Linked DNA regions of Mus musculus: regions 2, 3 and 4 are each linked to region 1. Evidence: chromatin contacts called from public HiChIP or PLAC-seq data. All regions are on one chromosome and are shown on one strand. The core of a region is the stretch at or near the end of the contact, and the rest is flanking DNA. Distances in the headings are between cores, read along the strand shown.

Evidence for each region. HiChIP or PLAC-seq counts read pairs in DNA pulled down with a chosen protein or histone mark.
Region 2: a contact with region 1 is called in an H3K4me3 HiChIP or PLAC-seq map of forebrain, with 3 times the contacts expected there. The contact joins the enhancer-like site here to the promoter of Cacna1a in region 1. A contact is called at or near these places in 10 of 484 Hi-C or Micro-C datasets (brain, cerebellar granule neurons, cerebellum and 5 more), 20 of 115 datasets of contacts at active chromatin or transcription factors (SST interneurons, VIP interneurons, bone marrow-derived macrophages and 10 more) and 4 of 9 other capture datasets (adipose tissue, embryonic stem cells, liver and 1 more).
Region 3: an H3K4me3 HiChIP or PLAC-seq map of embryonic stem cells shows a contact between it and region 1, with 23 read pairs. The contact joins the promoter of Mri1 here to the promoter of Cacna1a in region 1. A contact is called at or near these places in 2 of 115 datasets of contacts at active chromatin or transcription factors (both in embryonic stem cells) and 2 of 9 other capture datasets (macrophages and pancreatic islet).
Region 4: a contact with region 1 is called in an H3K4me3 HiChIP or PLAC-seq map of embryonic stem cells, with 15 read pairs. The contact joins the promoter of Zswim4 here to the promoter of Cacna1a in region 1. A contact is called at or near these places in 2 of 115 datasets of contacts at active chromatin or transcription factors (embryonic stem cells and forebrain) and 2 of 9 other capture datasets (embryonic stem cells and macrophages).

Annotation. Positions count from the first base shown.
Region 1 is chr8:84,413,701-84,416,683 of GRCm38.p6, reverse strand. It overlaps Cacna1a (calcium channel, voltage-dependent, P/Q type, alpha 1A subunit), which reads right to left and starts at 1,320. Exons shown (of 47, transcript NM_007578.3): 1 at 741-1,320. The coding sequence starts at 1,039.
Region 2 is chr8:84,553,021-84,555,814 of GRCm38.p6, reverse strand. Cacna1a (calcium channel, voltage-dependent, P/Q type, alpha 1A subunit) reads right to left here. Exons shown (of 47, transcript NM_007578.3): 16 at 2,685-2,794; 17 at 2,486-2,553. Among named protein-coding and RNA genes, the nearest start is that of Gm32854, 34 kb to the left of the region's middle. Within about 2 kb of position 1,329, at least 48 of the 459 cell types and tissues checked have an H3K27ac peak or open chromatin away from gene starts, as enhancers often do. A contact at or near this core is called in SST interneurons, VIP interneurons, bone marrow-derived macrophages and 8 more, where this site is marked.
Region 3 is chr8:84,255,932-84,258,754 of GRCm38.p6, reverse strand. Mri1 (methylthioribose-1-phosphate isomerase 1) reads left to right here and starts at 1,431. Exons shown (of 5, transcript NM_026423.4): 1 at 1,431-1,865; 2 at 2,336-2,511. The coding sequence starts at 1,495. Ccdc130 (coiled-coil domain containing 130) reads left to right here. Exons shown (of 10, transcript NM_026350.3): 10 at 1-988. The coding sequence ends at 274.
Region 4 is chr8:84,235,723-84,238,422 of GRCm38.p6, reverse strand. It overlaps Zswim4 (zinc finger SWIM-type containing 4), which reads left to right and starts at 1,381. Exons shown (of 14, transcript NM_172503.3): 1 at 1,381-1,556. The coding sequence starts at 1,419.

The DNA of each region.
Region 1 (2,983 bases), core at 71-2,570:
CATGGGCCTCACCAGATGGATGGCATTATGTTTCTTTACACCCCAAAAAATAACGCTGAAGGGGTTCTGATCTGTGACAGGAGAGAATGGAAGTTGCACACAGGGCTTCTGATGATGTGTCCCTCAAACCACTAAAAAAAAAAAAACCAGTCCCCAGATGCAGCTGGTGGCCCACCCAGAGCCACTAACTGAGGGATGGCTTCTCTACGGCCAGGCCACATGGTATCCTATACCCTAGGCCTGAGGATCCCACCTTGGGTGGAAGGCCAGGGTTGAGAGATCGGGGTACTATTCCGAAGGATTTGAGGGAGACATGTATGGGTTCTCTTACCCTGTAACCCAAATCGTCCAAGCACTGGCCCAGCTAGGGCTCCATCAGAAGTCAGACCCCATCAGAAGAGCCCCCATCAGTGTCCCCGCGCGACCCGACCCAGGATCCAGACCTTCGGTCTTCACAAGGAACCACTCACTCCCCCAGTCCCAAGCCTCCTAACTACTCGCAGGCTCACTCTGCAGCGGCAGCCCAGCAGGCCTGGAGGCTGCCTCCCTCAGCTACCGGGCCCCCATCTCCAGCCCCTATCCGCCGAGAAGCCCCCCAGCTCCCATCAGCCCCCAGGTCTCTTTCCCAGCCCCGCAGAGGAAAAAAGAGGAGGAGGAAAAGGAGGAGGAGGAGGAAGAAGAAGAGGAGGAAGAAGAGGAGGAGGGGAGGCGCAGCCGCTCGGGCTGGGGCAAAAGGATATGGCCATTCAGTGATCTTTTTGGCGTATTTTCTCACCACGTTGTCTTCACTGAAGAGGAACAGGGAGCGGTTGACCGTGAGGCAGTTCTGGCGGACAGGGATGGGGTTGTAGAGGGCCATGGTCCGCGCTCTCTGCGCCATCGACTGCTTGTACATCCTCTGCGCTCCGGGCTGCCCGCCCTGCCGGCTGCCCCCGGCTCCTCGGCCGCCCGCGGCGCCCACGACCACCCCGGCGGCCGGCCCTGAGCCTCCTCCGCCTGCGCCGTAGCGGCCCGGCATCTCGTCTCCAAAGCGGGCCATTCTGCAAAGAGCAAAGGGCCTCGGGTTACGCGGCGGCTGCTGTTGCTGCGGCGAGCGCTGCGGAAGCCACGGCCACCGCCACCACCACCACCACCACCGCCGCCGCTGCTCAGGCTGGCCGGGCTGTGGGGACGGCGGCTGCACCTGCGACTGCGGAGACGCTCCACGGCCCAGCCCATCGGGCGGCGGCGCCCGGCCTCAGCTCGGGGGGCTCACGAGCGGGACGGCCCGGCCGAGCCGGGGAGCGCGGCTCGGGACATGCCGGCAGAGGCGGTGACCCCGGGCGGGAGGAGGGGTGCGGGGGAGGGCGCGGGGGCGGGGCGCGGGGGAGGGGCGCGGCAAAAATAACCGGGGACGCGATCCAGGCGATCCCCGGCCACCCACTCCGGAGAAGAAGAAAAAAAATTTTTTTCAGTTAAAAAAAAATCAGTTAAAAAAAATAGTGTAAAAAGATCAGCTTTTTTTTTTTTTAAAGCAACGCTCCAATGCACACCCCCTTTAAAACGCGAAGTCTAAACGAAGGACGTCCCCCCTCCCTTGGACGCAGAGACTGGCTTCAAATTCCTCCGAGGTCCGGGTCAGCTTGGCATCTTGCTAAAGGCGTGGGCTCGGCCCATTAGTAAAAAAATAAAATAAAATAAAAAGAAAAGAATTAAATAACAAAAAAACAAAACCAGGTCTTTGCTATAGGAAGAGGGTGGCAGCGAAGGATTTGTCCGTCTGTTTTGCTGACTTTCCTAGACCTGGAAAGAATAGAAAATTCCTGAAAACGCTGCAGCCCCTCCCCCAAATTCAACCCGACTGGAGAGCAGAGGGCGGAGGAGCGGGGCGCAGGGGCGCGGCGGGGCTCGGAGGCTTCAGGGAGCCGCTGGTCCCCGGCTTTGAAAAAAAGCCGATCTGTTTTCCTCCTGATTCAGCAGCCGCCGGCTCCTCTGCGCGCGGAAGCGTGTGTGCGCGCAGCCAGGCGCGGCGCAGCCTCGGCCGGGGGGAAATTGCAGCAGCGCAGTCTTGAAAATTCCCCACGGGGGGAAGGAGGCGAGAGAGCGAGCGAACGAGCGAGGGAGGGCGGTGCGCGCCGCTCGGCAGAGGTTCGGGCTGCGGCAGAGCCTGGCAGCATCCCACCCCCGGGTGCCTCCCTCCCTTCCCCCCAGCTCCGCTGAAAGAAGAGGTGCGGGGTGCGAGGAGGGAGCTGCCCGGCCGGGAGCCGGGGCTAGATCGCGGCCCTGCGCCCTAGAGCAAGACCCACCCGGCGACACGCGCAACCAATCACCAGCGCGAGAGCAGGCGCGGCCAGGCGCGCAGGGGGAAGTCGGGACAGAGTCCTCCGGCACAAGGGACCTTGCTTGCCACCCGAGGTCCGCGTCGCTGCCTAGAACGAGGCGTGCCCAACAGGAAGGAAGAAACTTAAAAGACCAGAGGGTTTGGTCTGGAGACTTGGTGCGGGTGGCCGACGCTGAACAAATGTGGGTCTGTTGAGCAGAAGACAGTTTTTATGAGCTAGAAGAATGGTTTGGGGCACTTCTAGGAAGGCTGTGGGTCCCAGGGGGCCAATCCAAGCTAATGTATAGGAGATCCTGGTGGCAGCCCCCGTGTGAGCTCCCAGGAGCAGACCACTCACTGAGACCTAGGGTGTTAGGCGGGGGCTGCTGGCCTAGCTCGGTTTGGCCCCTGCTCTATAAGGCACTTGGATCACCCCACCTGCTTTTTTTTTTTTTCTTCCTATTTGGAAACTCCATGAACACAGAGAAAACTACATAAATCACAAATGAACAAGTTGAGGAATTGCTGCGAATGAACCCTCCTGGAAGCCAGCTCCCCAGAAACCCGCCTACAGGCCTACACGGGGGCCAGTGCCAGTATAACTTCTGCCTGAGCATTCTGCTAATTCTTTTAGCTTTATTTATGACCTTGGCATGCCTTCCTCGGCAGGAGTTATGCTTTGCT
Region 2 (2,794 bases), core at 80-2,579, 140 kb before region 1:
GAGAAAGAAAAGAAAAACCCATCAATGGAAAGACAAAGAAAAAACAAGGAGGAAAGAGATAAAACCAAACCCACCAATAAGAGAAGCTATGGGGACTGCCCCCACTTTCTAAGCTCCCCTGGAACAGAAGTAACCTGCACCTTAATCACTGTCAGTGACAGGAGACAGGGTTCCCTGATGTCAGGCACCGTGTCCAGCATCTTTTAGACCCAGGTGGTTGGAACATTGGTCTCAGCCACACTGAAAACGAATGTTTCCCGGCCCCGGCAGCACCTGCAGACCCAGGGCTGCCTTCGGGATCTACACTTTCAGCCGGCAGCTGGGTGGGTGTGAAGCACATTCAGGTTTAATTGTCTCGTGTGCAGTGGAGAAAACCACAAGGTTCAGATTCAGCCAGGGTGAAAATCCCAGCCATAACCACTTATTGCTGTGTGACCCTCAGTAAAATCTCTCCATTTCTCTGTGTCTCTTCTTCATGACCAAGCTTCCAGGACTCCCTGACTCAACCCACTGCACTATTCCCTTCAGCACTAACAAACAGTGCTTTTAAAAATGCATCTGATTTCTGGCCTGCCTCTACAACCTGAATCCTGTCCTCCCAGGGCAGGGACTGTTGTCTGTCTGTCTGTCTTGCTCACCGTACTCTCCCTGGCTTCGAGCCTGTGCTCACTGTTGGTAGTCAATCCATGATTACGGATGAGGCATGGTATCTGTAAAATGTAGCTCAAACAAGTCCCTTCCTTTGCTTGGGGATTACAATGGTGTGAGCCACATGTACAGTGGATGAAGGGGAAGACGGGGGTCTGCAGGGGGATGGCTGCCTTCACTTTGGAGTGTAGCTGGCCTGTCTTCCCATGCCAGCCTCCTGTGTCTTGGATGAGCTCATGGCTGGATCGGACTGTGGTGACACATGCCAGCCAGCTTCATGGTGGCTGAACTCTTGGCTTTGTGCCTGGGGTGGGAGACTTCCGCTTTTCCCTGCCGGAGGTGGGGCTGGGAAATTCTCCCTCCCTCCTGCCAGGGCAAACAGATGGAAGCTTGGCAGCCCCTACCCCTGTAGCCTTGCAGTCCTGGGTTCTGAGGCACTGGGGAGGGGCTCCGGGGCTGGGAGGAAGACTCTGCCTGCAAGCATTGTGTGTTAATTCTGCAGAGCCAGCCGTGGCTGCAGGAAAGATGGTCTCTGTCCCTGACACCTCAAGACTGCACAAACTGCGGTTTCTCTATGTTTTCTCCTCCAAGGCCGATGAGCCCAGCTCTGGCACATGGGCCCCACTCATCACCACCTTGTCCAGGGTTTTCTGCGCAGCCCATAATCTGGCTGCTCTGTTCACAGCCACCAGGGGGCGTGAGCTGCTTTGCAGAAAGCAGGGTTTCCTCCCCCAGGCCTGACTGGCATGGACCTGAGGACACTTAGGATGCCGGAGGATGCCTTGAGGGGCACGTGATGCCAGCTTGTCCCCAGATAATTCAGCGTCACTGAGTAGGAATGAAACCTGGGCTTCATCTCACCCGGTGACTTTTCTTCCCGAGTTCCTGCCCCAGCTCTTCTCTGCCCTTTGTAGGGCTCCATCTTTGCTCTTGCAGTTCCTGGTGTATGGCACTGGCATCTACCTTCCCTGGCCTTGGCTTTCCCACATGTGGTGTGTGTGTGTGTGTGTGTGTATACACACACACACACACACACACACACACACACACACACACATGCATATCTTTTTTTTTTTTTTTTTGAGGGAACACAGGTTCTTTATGTGGCACGCGTCTTAAACTTTCAATCCTCCTACCTCAGTTCTGTGCTCAGTCACACACCACCACGCTGGCTGCATGATGCTTTAAGTAGTGGCCATACCATCTGCGACCATGGATCTTTTCTTTCTGACCCTCAGTTTCCCCTTCTCCGAAGGAGGACTGGAGTGGAGCCTGGCACCTGGACCACAGCTCTGTACTGTTGTCCCTTGGAAGGCCAGCCTGAGGGCATTCCATCTGGCTAGTTCCTCAGCACAGGGTCACAGGTGGAAACATAAGCCTGCAGACCCACCCTGTCTTCCCAGCCAGGTAACCTGTGCACCTTGTCTCGAACCTCCTATCAACTGTCCCCTGGCATGCTCCCTGTGGAAGTCAGAAGGAGGGTGATTTGGGGGAAGGGGCAACCCTTGTCACTGTGTCTGAGCCTTGCTAGCTCCAGCTCTGCCAGAGGCCCTACCAAGTCACTCCTTGCCCCATCCTTTGGCTGGCAGCAGTGCCCATTATCCTGAAAGTCCTTATTCCTCAAGCCTTTGGGTGCAGGCTCAATATCTGTCCTCAGAAGCCACCTTACTGTCCCCTTCCCCTTCTGGGCTACAAACTATCTTGATCAGGGATGGCATGGCTCCAGGAGAGGTGCCCAGTGCTCCCATCCCCAGCAAGAGCCCTGACCCAGCCCCCACATCCCTCCAAACCCTGCTGTCATGATCTGCCATGAGCAGGTGGTTACTGTGCCCTCCACCTTGGTGAGCTCCTGGGCATTGGCCAGGTTGTCCACTGCGATGGCCAAGAACACGTTCAGCAGGGTGTCTGTATGTCGAGTCAGGGAAAGCAGCTGATGGAAGGAAGCTCACGGCCTGGTGGGGCTGGTGGAGCCTGGGCATTTGGGTCCCGCCTGCTCCACCCACACCCAGTCTGTCCCTGGTGCCCACGAAGGATACAGTTCCCGAAGAGGGTGAGGACGATGAAGTAGATGGAGAACACCATGCCGCCCTGCACGCCCCCCTGAGACTTGATCCCATCATACATGACCTCATTCCAATCCTCGCCA
Region 3 (2,823 bases), core at 182-2,681, 160 kb after region 1:
AGTGAGGAGAAAGTCTCGAGACGTTCCAGAAAGTCCTCAGTGTGCAGCAGACAACTCCTTGTCAGAAGAACAAAGAAGGCCACCAGGAACCACCCAGGGTAGCAAGACACTTGAAGAGGCAGCAGAAGCATCCAGGACCAGCAAGACATCAGAATCCAAGAGAAACTGTAGTGATCAGGCCTTCCCCCTAGGTTCCTCCCAGGAGGACCTGCTGAACCCCAACACCCCCAATGCCTCCCTGGTGGCTGACTACTCTGACTCAGAGAGCGAGTAAGGGAGTCAGAATTCCAGGACCAGAAGCCATGACGCGTCCAGACCTTAGGGACTGGCACATTGCTGCCAGCCCAGATACAGACCTACCTTCCTATACAGATTATTATTTATTTGGTTTTGGTGAGAATGCCTGTGCCTTGATGTAACCCTGATACCTGAGCATTAAAGTGCTGTTCTTTGTCCCTGCCTTGTTTCTAAACTCATCTAGTAGCTGCCCTGCCCTCACTTCCAGCCAACTAAGCAGATGCTGCTGCATCGTTGTGACGGCAGTGTGGCCCCACAAAGCCCGATGAAGGGTTTGAGATACTGACCAAGATTGGCCACGGCCTGGGGTGACGTCCCCTTATGAGGTGTCAAGGACTACATAAGGAAGGTTGAAAGAGGGCCAGGCTGCTGGAGCCAGAGAAATAAAGCTAACGGCAGGCAGGAAGAACATCCAAACTCCATGTCATGGGCTGGTGTGGGTCACTCATAGTGGCCAGCCAGTAGGGATGTTTGTGAAACAACCTCAAAAACACCCTAATCCAGCCAGGCATAGTGGGCAGACAACCGTCATCCTGGCACCCCAGCAATAGAGACAAGGTGTGGTCCAGCTTTAAAATAGGGTTTCTCATGTATCCCTGGCTGTCCTGGAACTCGTTCTGTAACTATTGTGGAGCCAGATTCACAAATATATCTCTACCTCCTGAATGCTGGAATTAAAATCTGAGGTTTATTTTTGTGTGTTTGCATGTTGTGAGTATGTTGTCTCACTGAGGTTTGAAAGAGGGCCTTGAATCCTTTAAAACTAGCGGCAGTCGTGAAGCCTTTGGTCCTCTACAAGAGCAGAATGCACGCCTAACCATTGAGCAATCTCTTCAGGCCCTGAGAATAAACGTCCCTCATGGTGCTTGCTTTTTTTTAAAAAAATGGAGACAAAAGTAGTCCCACGGAAGGTCGTTTGACACGCTGATTAAGCGCTGGGTGTCTGTGAGCCGTGGATAGGCAGAGCTGAGAGTTCCAAGTCATCGCTTCAGTAACGGATGGACGATTTCCGGCAAAAAAATAGCCCCATCACCAAGCATCTTGGAGCTAGAACTCGGCCTTGGGAGAAGTTACAGCCACTCTGGAAGACGCTAATCGCCCGATAACCTAGGAGCGCGTGCGCATGCGCACGCGGCAGGACGCAACTCCGCCCCGCAGCCTGTGCAGGATTCCTCGTGGCCCTGCAGGGTAGGCAACATGACACTGGAAGCGATCCGCTACTCGCCCGGCTCGCTGCAGATCCTCGACCAGCTGCAGCTGCCAGAGCACTGCCACTATGAGGCACTGAGCTCCGTGCAGCAGGCTAGTGAAGCCATCCGCGCCATGAAGGTGCGCGGAGCCCCGGCCATCGCGCTGGTCGGCTGCCTCAGCCTGGCCGTGGAGCTGCGGGCCGGCGCCGGCGGTCCCGGACTCGCTGCTCTGGTGGCCTTCGTGCGAGACCAGCTGCGCCTCTTAGTCGCCGCCCGGCCCACCGCTGTCAACATGGCCCGCGCCGCCCGCGATCTGGGTCAAGTGGCAGCCCAGGAGGCGGAACGAGAGGGTGCCACTGAAGAGACCGTGCGGGAAAGGTACGGGATCCTGGACCAGTCTTGTGTGCTCTGCCCAGCTTTCCTCTCTACCATTTTCTTTCCCATCCCACTTCCGGTCCAGCCACTTGGTTCTTACTGCTTTTCTGTTGCACCGGTACGGCTCCTGCCTGTGGCTGAGACTAGAGTCTAGAGCATTAAAGCACTGGAGTTAGAACTTCATCTCCAGGTTCCTGCTCCTTCCCCTCCCCTTCTGTAAAAACACCTTGTCCCTGATTCTGCCCCTTCCTGTTCATCAACTGCCTCTCCCACCATGACGTCATCATCACAGAGGTAAAGGGTTTCCTCCTGTTTACTGCTGTGCGTCAGCCCCAGCTCCTGGCTCACTTATATTAGTGATCAGAGTGGAAGTGTCCTCAGGCTCTCAGAACCCCACCTCACCTTTAAAGGGCGGCCCCTTCAAAGTTAGCCAGCTCCCTTCCAACAGTGCTAAGAGCTTCTTCTGTCCCCAGAGTGATCCGCTTCGCCGAGGATATGTTGGAGAAGGACCTCAAAGACAACCGGAGCATCGGGGACTTGGGAGCCCGCCATCTCCTAGAGCAGACCAACCCCAGGGGTGGCAAGGTGACCGTGCTGACCCACTGTAACACGGGTGCTCTGGCCACTGCTGGCTATGGTACAGCGTTAGGTGAGGAGGCACCTTCAATTGTTAGGGCATGGGACATGTTATGGGATGCAAGGCAAAGCAACTGGAGCTGGGGGTGTAGTTCAGTGGCAAGAGTACTTGCTTAGCTAGGGCTGGCTCAGCAGCTTAAAAGTATGGACCCCTCTTGCAAAGACCTATTAAGTTCTCAGCACCCACAGTAACTACCTGCAGCACCCTCTTCTGGCCTCCACGAGCACATGCCCTTACATGCATAGAGACACACATGTACATAATTAAAAATAAACACTAGGGCTGGAGAGATGGCTCAGTGGTAAAGAGCATTGACTGCTCTTT
Region 4 (2,700 bases), core at 132-2,631, 180 kb after region 1:
ACAGCGATCATGTGCCATGTAGGTTCCAGGAATCAAACTCAAGTCTTCTGGGATCCATTGACCGGTGCTCTTAACCTCTGAGCCATCTCTCCAGTTCCTCCATTGTGTTCTTCCCCCTACAAAAGAGCCCCACTTGAGCAGCCCTGTTTCAAGGGTTCACAGGCTACTTATGAGTGACTGTTAGTTGCCACGGTGGGGAGGGGTCTGTCCAAAAGCAACCAGTGGGCTAGTCGGCTTCTGTGGACCAGGTTGGGTTTTTCCTGCTTTGAGGATCCTAAACACTAAATGGGATCACAGCTATGTTGGCAGGTTTTAGTCTGAACTGCTACTGTACGCTGGGCGCTGTTCCACGTGCTGACTTGTCTCCCCATGGACGTACACTTGATCCTTGGAGCTCAGAGTTCAGAGAGACATTTAACAACCCCCCTACCCTGGTATCTCAAAGAGCTCTAAAGGATGAGGCAAGAGGATCTCCAATCAGACTAACCAGGGTTACATAATGAGAGAAGGGGGGGGGGGGTTCAGAGGTAGTGCAGGGTGGTGGGCCATCTAATCCTGGACTAGATGAATAAATGATGCTGGAGAGGCCGCGACGGTAGGAAAACGCAAGGTTCTCTTAGGTCATGGGGGTGGGGTGTGGAAAAATGACGAAGATGGTGAGTGGCTTCCGCACTGTGGAAAATATAAGCTGAGTCAGGGGGAAAAAACGATTCGAAGTGGGGGATTTGACATGCATTAAGTCCAATCTAATGAAACTAACACTCTCATGGGTCGAAATGGGCAATTTCATGTTCATTCCACAGACGTAGAAAGGATTGGGGTGTCTTAGCTCGCAGCTCAAGAGGAACTCGTAAAGTTAACAGCCCACAGCGAGCGCATTGCTAGGAAGGACTGTGCTGGCCCGGGTCGGCTCTTAGAGCATCCAAACTGTACCAGTGGCCCAGAGAGGTTATTGAGTTTCTAGGGTCATTACAGCTCAGAGAGAGTCAACCCCGGCCGGGAGGCGGCCGGAAGCGACCCTCCGTAAACAAAGCCGTGTGTAGGCGCAGCCCCAGCCGCCAGGCTAGAGGGCCGGCCCAAAGGGGCGGAGAAGGAATGTTGTGAATGAACGTGAGACCTCCCCGAAACTCCTCACAAGGCCAAGCCGTGGGGTTCCCTCATTTTGATTGGCTCATACCGCCCCGTGATGGACAGCGACTCTTCTTGCGACCTCTTATTGGATGGCACAGAAAAGACGGACGTGGAGATTGTCGAATGAACAGCGGCATCTTGGAGGCGGGTCTTTGAGGACAGCCAATAGAAAGGGAGAAATAGGGCGGTGGGGGCGGGGCCTCGTCTGAGGAGGCAGCGGCTGCTAAGACGGCTTCATTGTTGTGAAGAGTCTTAAAGGGGCCGCGTCGTCCGGCCGGCTCGGCCGGATGGAGCCCCCGGCGGCCAAGCGCAGCCGGGGCTGCCCCGCGGGGGACGAGCCCGGGACCGGGGCCCGTCGCAGTCGCCCCGAGCCGTTGTTGGACCTTAGCGCCAAGCGGGTGGCCGAGAGCTGGGCCTTCGAGCAGGTAAGGCCCCGGCCTGCCCCAGGCCTCACACCTCGCCCCCTCCCCAGCAGCCAGCCCCCCACACCGCCACCCCGGGCCCCGCACCCCGAGCCTCTCTGCCCGCGACCCTCCGGGTCTCTATTCTGACCTCTTTTCTTCCTCAAGAGACACACCAGCCCAGAGACCCACACTGCCCCACTCCTGCCGTAGGGTTTCCCTGTCCCACCCTCCAGGAAGAAGACCCCCGTCTCTGCAGGGCCTATACATGACACCCCTGTATCCCTTTGCTCCAGCCTCCAGAGCCCACCAGTCCTCTCCAGATCCCCGACTGTGGGACAAGAGGCAGGGTCACTGAGGGAAGGGCTCTGTGCCCCTCCTCCCCCCTTCCCCCTCCCTCCAGCTATTCCAGAGCCAAGATTGGGATACAGAGGCAGAGAGGCTCCTGGAACCCCTACTCTGTGACTTGTGGAGTGGTGTCCCGAGAAAAAATTCCCCTCTCTCTGTCTAAGGGTCCCCCAAGAAGATGGGAAGGGTCCGAGGCTCCTCTCAGTCCCATACAGCTGTCTTTCAGTCTGACTTTGAGTGTTCTTGGCCTCACAACTCTTCCTGAGTTAGGATGGATGGGTTTGGACTGACCGTGGACTGAGCAGGCTCTGATTCATGACCGGAAAATCCCTCCTTAGTCATCTGCCAACTGTCAGGAGCCGAATCACTGACTCCCCCTTCTCTCGTAGAAACCTTGGGTAGGGCCTCCGTGCTGTTCACCCTATGTGACATGCACAGAAGAACCGTAAAACTGTCTTCAGGACTCTCACAGATCTGCCTTGGCCCAGCCAGGTGCTAAGAGAACTCTGGGCAGGTTCTGGAGCCCTTGTGGAGTTGTTCTCACTTTGAGGAAACTGGGGCACAGAGACGTTGAGAAACTTGCCCAAGGTCACCCAGCCAGTCACTAGCCAACTCAGATTGGAACACAGCCTCGAATGCTGGCTCCATTCCTTGGAGTCTACAGGGGATGGCAGGTCAGCCCTTCCCTCCTAGAGAAGGGGCTTTTTTTTTTTTCCTCAGGGGAGGAACAGGGGAAGAAATACCCAGGGTGGAACTGATGTTGGGAGTCTGAACAATTTGGTTTAGGGATCCTGAAGAGCTGACTTCATCTCTGATGTAG